2 separate regions of the Gossypium hirsutum genome follow, and region 2 is linked to region 1. A link is a contact called in public Hi-C data. All regions are on one chromosome and are shown on one strand. The core of a region is the stretch at or near the end of the contact, and the rest is flanking DNA. Distances in the headings are between cores, read along the strand shown. Region 1 holds the start of LOC107948464. Region 2 holds the start of LOC107948461 (serine/threonine-protein kinase D6PKL1).

Region 1 (4,402 bases), core at 607-3,106:
AAATAAAAGGTTGTTCCACCTCAGTTAAATTCTGTCTTGACCTTCCCCCACCACCTGACATGTGTTTTATTGCACCTGCAGGACTTGATCTGACTGATTCAGCATTCTGCTCAGTCTTCACTGGTTTTATGAGAGCATTGTTCCCTGTCATTTCATTCAGCTGACTATCCTCCCAAATATCTTTCTCAGGTATTCCCACAGTGCTGAATAATATCTAAAGTTAAAGCGAGGAACCAGTATAAGTAGATTAATAAAATCTAAAAATAAACATATAAATAAAAAATGCAACATATCACAAGCACAACCAACCGGCCTTTCATGAATCATCTGCCAATCAGACTCCTTACGGGTTAACATTCTATGCAATCTACATGTTTCTTTTTCAGCCTGATAAAGAACAATCAGTCAAAAATAGTAGCATTTGAAAAGCACAATGGTAAATCAAACAAGTTAATACCTTGGTTACATTCTGACTGGACCTCACCACCCCATCGGATGGGTATCTTTCAGCGCTAGGATGACTCCCATTAAGCGACTCAGCTACTACCGATTCAATAACTACAGATGTGCTCATCACTTGACTTTGCTCCTGGCCTATTGTAGCTTGATCCTGCTATAAACAAAAATAGTTCTCAAGTCCTGCATAAAATAGTGTCACTCTCACTTATAAGAATAGTGTCACTTGCTGACAGATCACTTCGTCCAATTAAGACACAAGATAACTTGTCTAGTTAACCACATCAGAATTCCAATAAAGACCCAACAGGTTTAGCTAACCTCATTTTCCATATCAATGATTATTACTTATGTTCTAACTTTCTAAAATTAGAAAATTTTCTATGGCCACCAGTTTCTTACTAGTTTATCTATGTTCTTCCCGCGTATAATTTAATTCCTTTAAATCCCAGAAATAGAAAAGTGAAATAAAAGCTGACCAAAACTACAAAGTGTTCAACATTAAGATATTCACCATTATTATCTTCAAATTCTTGCATCGCATTTGACATATTAACATCGATAAGATCAAGAACTTAACAGATTATAAGAAAATCAATAAGTTATTTGAGTGGTTGGTTATCTTTAATTAAATATATTAACAGTAAAAGAATTTTTTTCTTACTATTCAAAATGACATTTCCAGCAATCACAATACAGAATCATTTTTATCAAATGAAATTTCAAGTATCATGAAAAAAAAATCGAAATGTATAATTTTGTTTTTGAGCAAAAAGAATTAACTTCTTTTGGTATGTATTATTTCCACATTTTCAATAATGAACATCACTTTCAAAAGGTAATTTAAATCACTAATTCCGGGCAGACACAGTGAAAAGCCACTGAATAAAAAATATCAGATTTTTTTCTTAAAATAGAATAGAATAGATAAATAAATCGAAAATATCGATAAAACTATCCTTTCAAGTATATATATTGATAAAATTAGATTGATTCACCAACCTCAGCGAGATCCGAACCGGATTGAACCGGGTTCGAACCGACGCCAGAAGGCAGTGACTCAGTACTGGTACTGGCTCGCTTCCTCAGTCTCCTCCCTTTGCATCCCCATTTGGCGCCAAATTCAGCGGAGACGGAAACAGCAAGCCGCTTCTTCGAATGCGCCAAGGCGGCCAATATCTCCGCCGCTTCCATATCCATCCGATCCGCCGCCAACGCATCCTTCGCCGCATCTGCCGTTGGCGAAGCGCACGAGCTCGAAAGAAAACCTCTCCCTAATTCCATCCCAAAGAGGGAAAAACGAAACAAAAATTCAAAAACTAAGGGAAAATGAAAATCAAAAGAGAGGAAACAGAACACATTCAACTTCTTTGTAAGGAAAGTAACCCAAAAGGAAAAGGTCTCTTACAAGTCTCTGCGGCGCCTTGAGGATGTATCTGAGAGTGCCACGTATAATTTTTATGCCACGTAGACGATCAAGTGACTCGTGTGTGGGGTCCAGCACGTGCGAGTGAATGGAATTAAAGAAGCAGAAATTGGCATCCGACACGCAGATGTAGTGAGTAAATACAACGTGGGATTTTGTCATTTGGGGTTCTACGTGGGAATGGGAGGACCAGGTAAAATTAAAACCTTCAGGATTTAATTTCACCTCTTCTACTGGTTTTTGGGGTAAAAACTGGAAATCATTTTTTCAGTAAAACTGTAAAAAAAAAAACAGCACCTTGCTGTCAAAATTAATCAGAGATAAAATTAAAATTCGAAATAATTAAATTCATAAAAATAATTCAAGATCCAACACAAATTTGAGCTCCACTCCAAAATAAATTTGATACAAAATTCGAAAAACTCGGATTTCTAATTAACATAATTATACGAGAATATTTAAGACATATATTAATTCAGATATAGTAAATTAATTTTTTTATTAACTTTGAATGTTTTAAATTGTTTTTTGTTACAAGAAAGTTTTAAAATTTAATAATTTATAATAAAATTATAATTACTGATTGCATGAAGAAATAATTCTATATAATTCTAAAATTTTACAAAAAGCTACTGATAGAAACGATAAGAAACTTTTTACTTTTAAAAACAGACCAATATTATTAAACATTTAAGTTTGAAATATGATAGCTTTATTAATTATTTAAAAATATTGTATTACATAATATTATTCTTTTTAACATTTAATTAATAAAAGACAAATAACTTTTCCAGTTACAAGTATCAAATTTTCCATAGCAACATTCATTTATTAGAATTTAATTTTCTAAAATTATTTTAATTCACATTTATTTCACTAATTAGTCCATATGTTAAGTAATTCTAAATCAAAAGCTCTAAGGCTTCATTTGTTTCATTGAAAATGACTTTTAGAAAATGATTTCTAAACAAAAAAGCTAATACTTTCTGGTGGTTGGAAGAATATGTGTCAAATATTTTCTCTTATTTGACAGATTTCTTGAAAATATTTTATAAAAGCTATTTTCAATTAAACAAACATACATTTGAGATTTTCTTATCTTTTTATTGTTTAATTGAGTTTATTTTATATCTATAAATTTATATTTTACATTGTTTTTGCATATATTGCAATGATTTATTTATAAATAAATACATCAAAATTAAATATATAATATTACTCAATTATTAAGCTAGAATATCAACAATCATAAATTAAAAACAACCAAATCGGATAGATGATTCCTAATTGTGTATAAAAAACAAAAAACAAAGAACAAAGATTGAATAATAACAAATTAGCTTCCAAACCACAACTAGTACTGCATAACATTAAATTAATAATATTATCCAAGTGCATAATTAGTAGTACACAACATCATGGCTACAATATTTTTTTGTGTCACGCCCCGAAAATTGGCAGATCCGAAAAAAATGAGTAAGGTAGGTATGTAAACTATTTGGCGCAATATGGTAATCTCCATCTTGTTGGTTTGATGGCGAGTTAAAGTATTGACGCATTCTAGCGTTAAAGCATCCGCCTATTAGCGATATCTGAGGAATTTATCGCAAGACATTTTCAAGGAAAGAAAGATTACACCTAAAAAAGTGCACATCTATGAGGGGGTACACCCTAGAGTTTTGTTTGAGCACTAAGATCCCATCAGGTACAAGAGAAAACTATAGGGAACTTAATTGTCTTTAACATCTATCCCAACTATGAGAAACTTTGAATGGAGCCCTGGGGCAATGATAAATATCAATCTTTCGCGCTTCCCCTAAAGGCCGTCGAGAAAGCTTTACATTTTGTTGCATCAGAAGCCCCTAACACATTCATATAATCATTATACTGCATGAGATGTGCCCGAGGATCTATTCTACCTTCAAACATCTATTTTGGGACTTTAAACTTGGTTGGTAGGCTCACAGCTACCACCTTTGGAGACAATGGGTTGTTAGAACAAAACAACCAATCCATGTCTTGCACATCAAGGTGCAATGCTCGCACATCTCTACGCAGAGCATCCATCCCGTTCTGTCATGGCTTTGCATGTGCACTCATAGCCTCCTCCTAGAGAGGTGTGACATGGTCCTGAAGATCAAAATGGTTGAATTGTGCCTTCTTTCTTAGTTATTCGTTCTGTCTTGAAAGCTCTTGTTGAAGTAATTTTTGTTTTTCAAATTTGACACTTTTTCAAGTCGTTTGTTCCTTCATCAACCTCAGTTGCTCCTGTAAACCAAATAGTTGTTGCGACGATTGTAACAACACGTTTTTAGTGGTGTTAGAAACAATGATTTTGGGACCACAATTCTGACTAGTGTGTTAGTGTTTTATTAATTATTTATTATTTATAGGGTTATTAGAAGGTCGTATTAAAATTTGGTTAAGAAATTTTAACATATAGTTAGTTAATTAAGTAAAAATAACTAAATCGTAAAAACTTCAAAAGTTAGTTTCTATTAGTTAAATGTGTTAAATGGC
Region 2 (4,605 bases), core at 1,141-3,640, 150 kb after region 1:
AAAGAGGAAATCCAAAAGAGGATAAAGATAAGGGATGTGAAGTGTGCATTGTGTTAGGGTGGAATAGAGAACCTAGAACACCTTGATGGTTGTTGATACCAACAAATATAAATTTCATTTGCTCTAACTAAATTAAAAAAGTAGTATAGAGAAGCAAGGTTGATCCCACAAGGACTGAGATTCCTAATATCATTTTAGCGTGACCAAATTTTAATGTTGTGGCAGCTGTTGTGCCCACGACTTGTAACGTGCTGTGCTGAAAATAAAATGGAGGGGGTTTTAGTTGAATAGGATTAAAAGTATAAAAATAAATAGAACAAAATAATAGTTGAATTCTAAATGTAAAAAATAAAATTAAATAAGCGAAATTAAATTAGATAATCAATTATGCGAATTTTTAGCCTTAGAATTAGTATATTCCAGACTCGAATCAATCCTCAAAGATGAATTTTCCCTTCCAAATGATAAGCTGGTTATAACGATCAAGGCTGCCTTCACCGCCAACTATTCCTTGTGTAGTTGATTCTGGGACACCCTGCAAGCCAACCCTTACCAATTGTCTAATTGCATAACACGTGTTTACAATTTAAGACCTCAACAACCTTGTGATCTAAAAGAGCTCAAATCGAATCAATGGCCTCAACCACGTGGGTCGTTAAAATCCAATCATTATCTCCCTTGACGGAATCCAAATGGCCTTCTCCACCTAGGCATTCTAATTTGTTTGTGAGAACTCGAATGTGGTAGTCGATTGATCCGTTTTCCCAACTGTACGTCAAAAAATTCCTAACCCAACGAGCCCTTTCTGAGTTGAAATCGAGTTAACTTAGAGAGATGATTATACTTGTCCCGTATTCCAGAGAGATAATGAATACCGTGTTGAAGGTTTTTAGTACGGGTTTATTTCTCGTGATTTTCAATTGGATTGATTGCTTGCCTAAAACTAAGCGGGGATTAGTTAAACATGAATTTGGTCACGCTCAATGAAATTTTGGAAGTTTAGATAGAATGCAAGGTTATGAAAGTAAATGGAGGGAACTTGAGGGGCAATTTCACCAAAATATAAAAAGAAAAAAAATAAGGCAACAAACTTCAAGATGTTACTGACGCAAATTCTAAAATAAATTCTCAACTCCAGCCCGTCCTCTCAATGCCCGGTTACACCCCTTTTTATACTAGTTCCCAAGGAACTAAGTTTCACAATTTAGGCCTAAATTCCTGGTAACAATTAAGCACTAACCAATGTTTAAGTAAAAATCCAAATTTTCAAGATTTTCGTTGAACAGAATATTTGAATCCTTCAAAGTCAACCTCTGATTTTTTTCTTCAGCAACCCAAATTATTTTGAATTTTTGCTTCAGCCCCAAATTTGCTTTTCACCCCAATTTAGCTTGTATTTGTTTGTTTTTGAATTTCAACACTCCAATTGCGTCCCTGATAAAATTTAAGTAAGAAACCACAAGCTTAATAACATTCTATTAAAAAAATTGACCAAAATTAGGTACATTAAACATATAAGATTAACTTACTATCACACCTATTTCATGAGTGTACATTTACAAAAACTGTTTGACTTGGGTTCAAACTGGATATGAAATCTAATAAATTGGGGATGAGTTCAATTCAGTATTGGATCCTATTTTTGATTAAAAGAACCAACGATGGTACAAAAGAAAGTATGGATATGTTTGCAATTTAAACAAAGTTATCTTTGGAGGAAAGTCCCTAAAATTTAAATATGGCGATATTAAATTTAAACAAATATATATTATTAATATCATATTTAAAATAAATTTATTTATTTTTTGAGAAGATGTGCTGTAAATACAATCATATTAATTTTATACATAACTTTTAAAAAATAATATTCAATCTTAAACACTCAATATTTCAAAATTACCAACAGGTTAAATTGTGCTATTCATCCTTTTATTTTGCGAAGTTATGAATTTAATGTTGTAACTTTTTATTTTTATATATTTTTAAAATTTAAAATTTTAATTTTCATCAAACGATAATCGTTAAATTTATTAAGTTATATTATTTTTAAAATTTGATGCAATAAACATATTGTCACATGTATAATATCATGATAACTGATTAATAATTATCATTTGCGACAATACTAAAATTTTAATTAGAGAATATAGACTAAATATATAAGTATACCATGATATAATAATATTGATTAATTTAACTAAATATTTTAAAGTGCTTCTGTTTATATCAAAATTAAAATATAAAAATTAAATGTATAACTTTACAAAATATTTCCCTTGTTAAATGACTTTTTTAAGTAGGATAGGCTAGGCAGTGAGTACATCTACCGTTCCCTATTGCCGACTACGTGAGACCCACTTTAATACATGGTGGATCCACTTCCATCCTTCAAAATAATCAGAGCCCCAACGTAAAATAATAAAACTAACGTTTTCTATTTCTCTATTTTGGTGCTCTTACTCTTTCTCTCTCTTCTTCCTCCTCAAAGCCTCTCTTTGGGTTCTTGCATTTTTGGTGTAGGGTTTCCAATTCCTAAACAACTGTTTGTATACTTTCTCATGTCAACATTTTAGTTCCAGAACCTGTTCCTCATTGTTTTCACTTCTCTCTCCTTTCTTAAGGTACTGTCTCTTTCTATCGATTCAAGTTTTGGCTTTTTGTTTGTTGCTGGGGGGCTTTGAATCTTTGTGCTTTTTTCGTGGGGTTGGATTTGATACATGCAATGACATTTAAGGATGTTGGAGTATCCTGTTTCTGGGTTTTGTCTTGATTTTCTGCTCTCTTTTTTTTTCCCTTTGGAGGGGGTTGGGCTATGGTTGGCAGTTAAAAGAGTGTTTTTGTGTTTCATATGGTAGCTGGATCCGTAGTGGTCTCCTTTTTTGTTAAAGCTAGAAATGGAGCAAAGCTTACTTTGCAGCTTGGATTTGTCTTCATTTCTACTTCTGATCTATTGCATCTGAAAGAAAGAAAAAATAATGAAAAAATATGTGAAAAAGTAGAGTTTAAAATTTATGTTTGGCTATCATTTTCTTTGCTATTTTTTTAAGTTTAAATCTAACATGTGTTGCGTATGATTTGGCTATGATACATTAAAAGCGTGGAAAGCGCCATAGTAGCAGTAGTGATTTTCATTATTTAGCTGATTTGATTAGGTTCACAGTTCAGTCGTTTTATGCTAAAGCATCATGATATCTCTGGGGTACAAGTGAATTGTGATTGGTGCTAGCATATCGAAGATTTGCCATTTTTGAAAATCTTTTGGCAGTCATTTTGATGTGATTTATTTGTGGTTTGATACCCTTATATATGTAGATATATCATTATAGTTTTTGACATGACCTTTCTTTGATACTTCTGGTTTTTAACTGTTTCCGTTTGGTGATTGTGTTTAGGTTCTCGGAATATAGGAGCTTTAAAATCGATTTTATTAAAGCATGCTCACAAGTTTGCACGCATTTGGATCGTTGAAGTTGGTTTATGCGGAAACATGAATTAGTATAATTTTGAGGGTATAATAAAACTTTGAAGATACAGCTGAGAAAAGTTAGTGCCAGTGTAACAGTTAAGATGGGTTCATATTCTGGTTCTTGTGAAATTATTGAAGCAGGTGAAGAGCTAAAACCGGTACAACGTTCTAGACGGACATACCGACCGCATATAGGATTAGGCATTGGTGAAAAGGATCAGAAGCCACCTGTACAGAAACTGGGATACAAGAATTCTCTAGAAAATGATATTAACCAGCTTTTTGAGGCTATCAATGTCAAAGGTCCTAAAGGTTTAAGTGTTTCGTACCAAGGAGGTACTAGCTCGAGCTCTTTAAAGAAAAATGCTTTGAAGAAACCAATTGCTGTGGGGATGCCCCACTCCCCGAGAACTGGTGGTTCAGAGCCGTTGTCATTGAAACAGGCATTAAGGGATCTTTGCATTTCTAAAGCATCAGAAATGGCTGCTATGAAACGGTTGTCAATGTCAATTAGTTCCCCTAGCGCCTCTGAAGCTGGAAGGGTAAAGAGTTCGTTCAATCCAGTTTTAGTTGACTCTGGTGTTCCTGGAAATGAACATAAGGGGAGCATGGTTGAAATATCTTTTGTGCCTGAAGATGACAAACCGACTTCTTCTAGGATGATGACTGCCCCACGTCAAGCTCCCAAGAATAAGTTGCTGAGCCAAAGTGCTAATTGTTCACCACAGTTTCCTCGTGCAACAATGCAAATTAGCACTGGAACTTCTACATCAACTCAAACTGATAGTTCTACGTCCAGAAAAGTTGGAACTCAAGCACCAAAGGCAGAGATGTGTCGGAAAGAAAAGCATACTTCTGCATCTTCTCCATCATGTTCTTATGCTGATGATAATACATTAGAACCTGAGAGTACCGTGCCTGCTTCAACCAAGGTACCAAAAAGATCACCTGTGCCAAAGTCGGGACGGAAAGGCAGGTTGCATGCTGTTCCTTCATCCAGCTTGACCAATGGCAATAAAGCAAGCAGGACAACAAGGAATGTACCCAGGGTGGCTAAAACAATTGTCAGGAACAAGAGTTCTATCAAGAAGAAAACGAAGCAGGATTCCTCTTCTGCTGCTAATACTTCTAAAGAAGTT

Evidence for each region. A called contact is a pair of places that touch in the nucleus more often than the background predicts.
Region 2: a Hi-C map of leaf shows a contact between it and region 1, with 1.9 times the contacts expected there. The contact joins the promoter of LOC107948461 here to the promoter of LOC107948464 in region 1. A contact is called at or near these places in 4 of 34 Hi-C or Micro-C datasets (callus and leaf).

The regions. Positions count from the first base shown.
Region 1 is chrD04:36,996,475-37,000,876 of Gossypium_hirsutum_v2.1, forward strand. LOC107948464 reads right to left here and starts at 1,857. Exons shown (of 8, transcript XM_016883019.2): 1 at 1,459-1,857; 2 at 458-610; 3 at 310-387; 4 at 20-214. The coding sequence starts at 1,740.
Region 2 is chrD04:37,141,902-37,146,506 of Gossypium_hirsutum_v2.1, forward strand. LOC107948461 (serine/threonine-protein kinase D6PKL1) reads left to right here and starts at 2,391. Exons shown (of 3, transcript XM_016883014.2): 1 at 2,391-2,621; 2 at 3,393-4,605. The coding sequence starts at 3,568.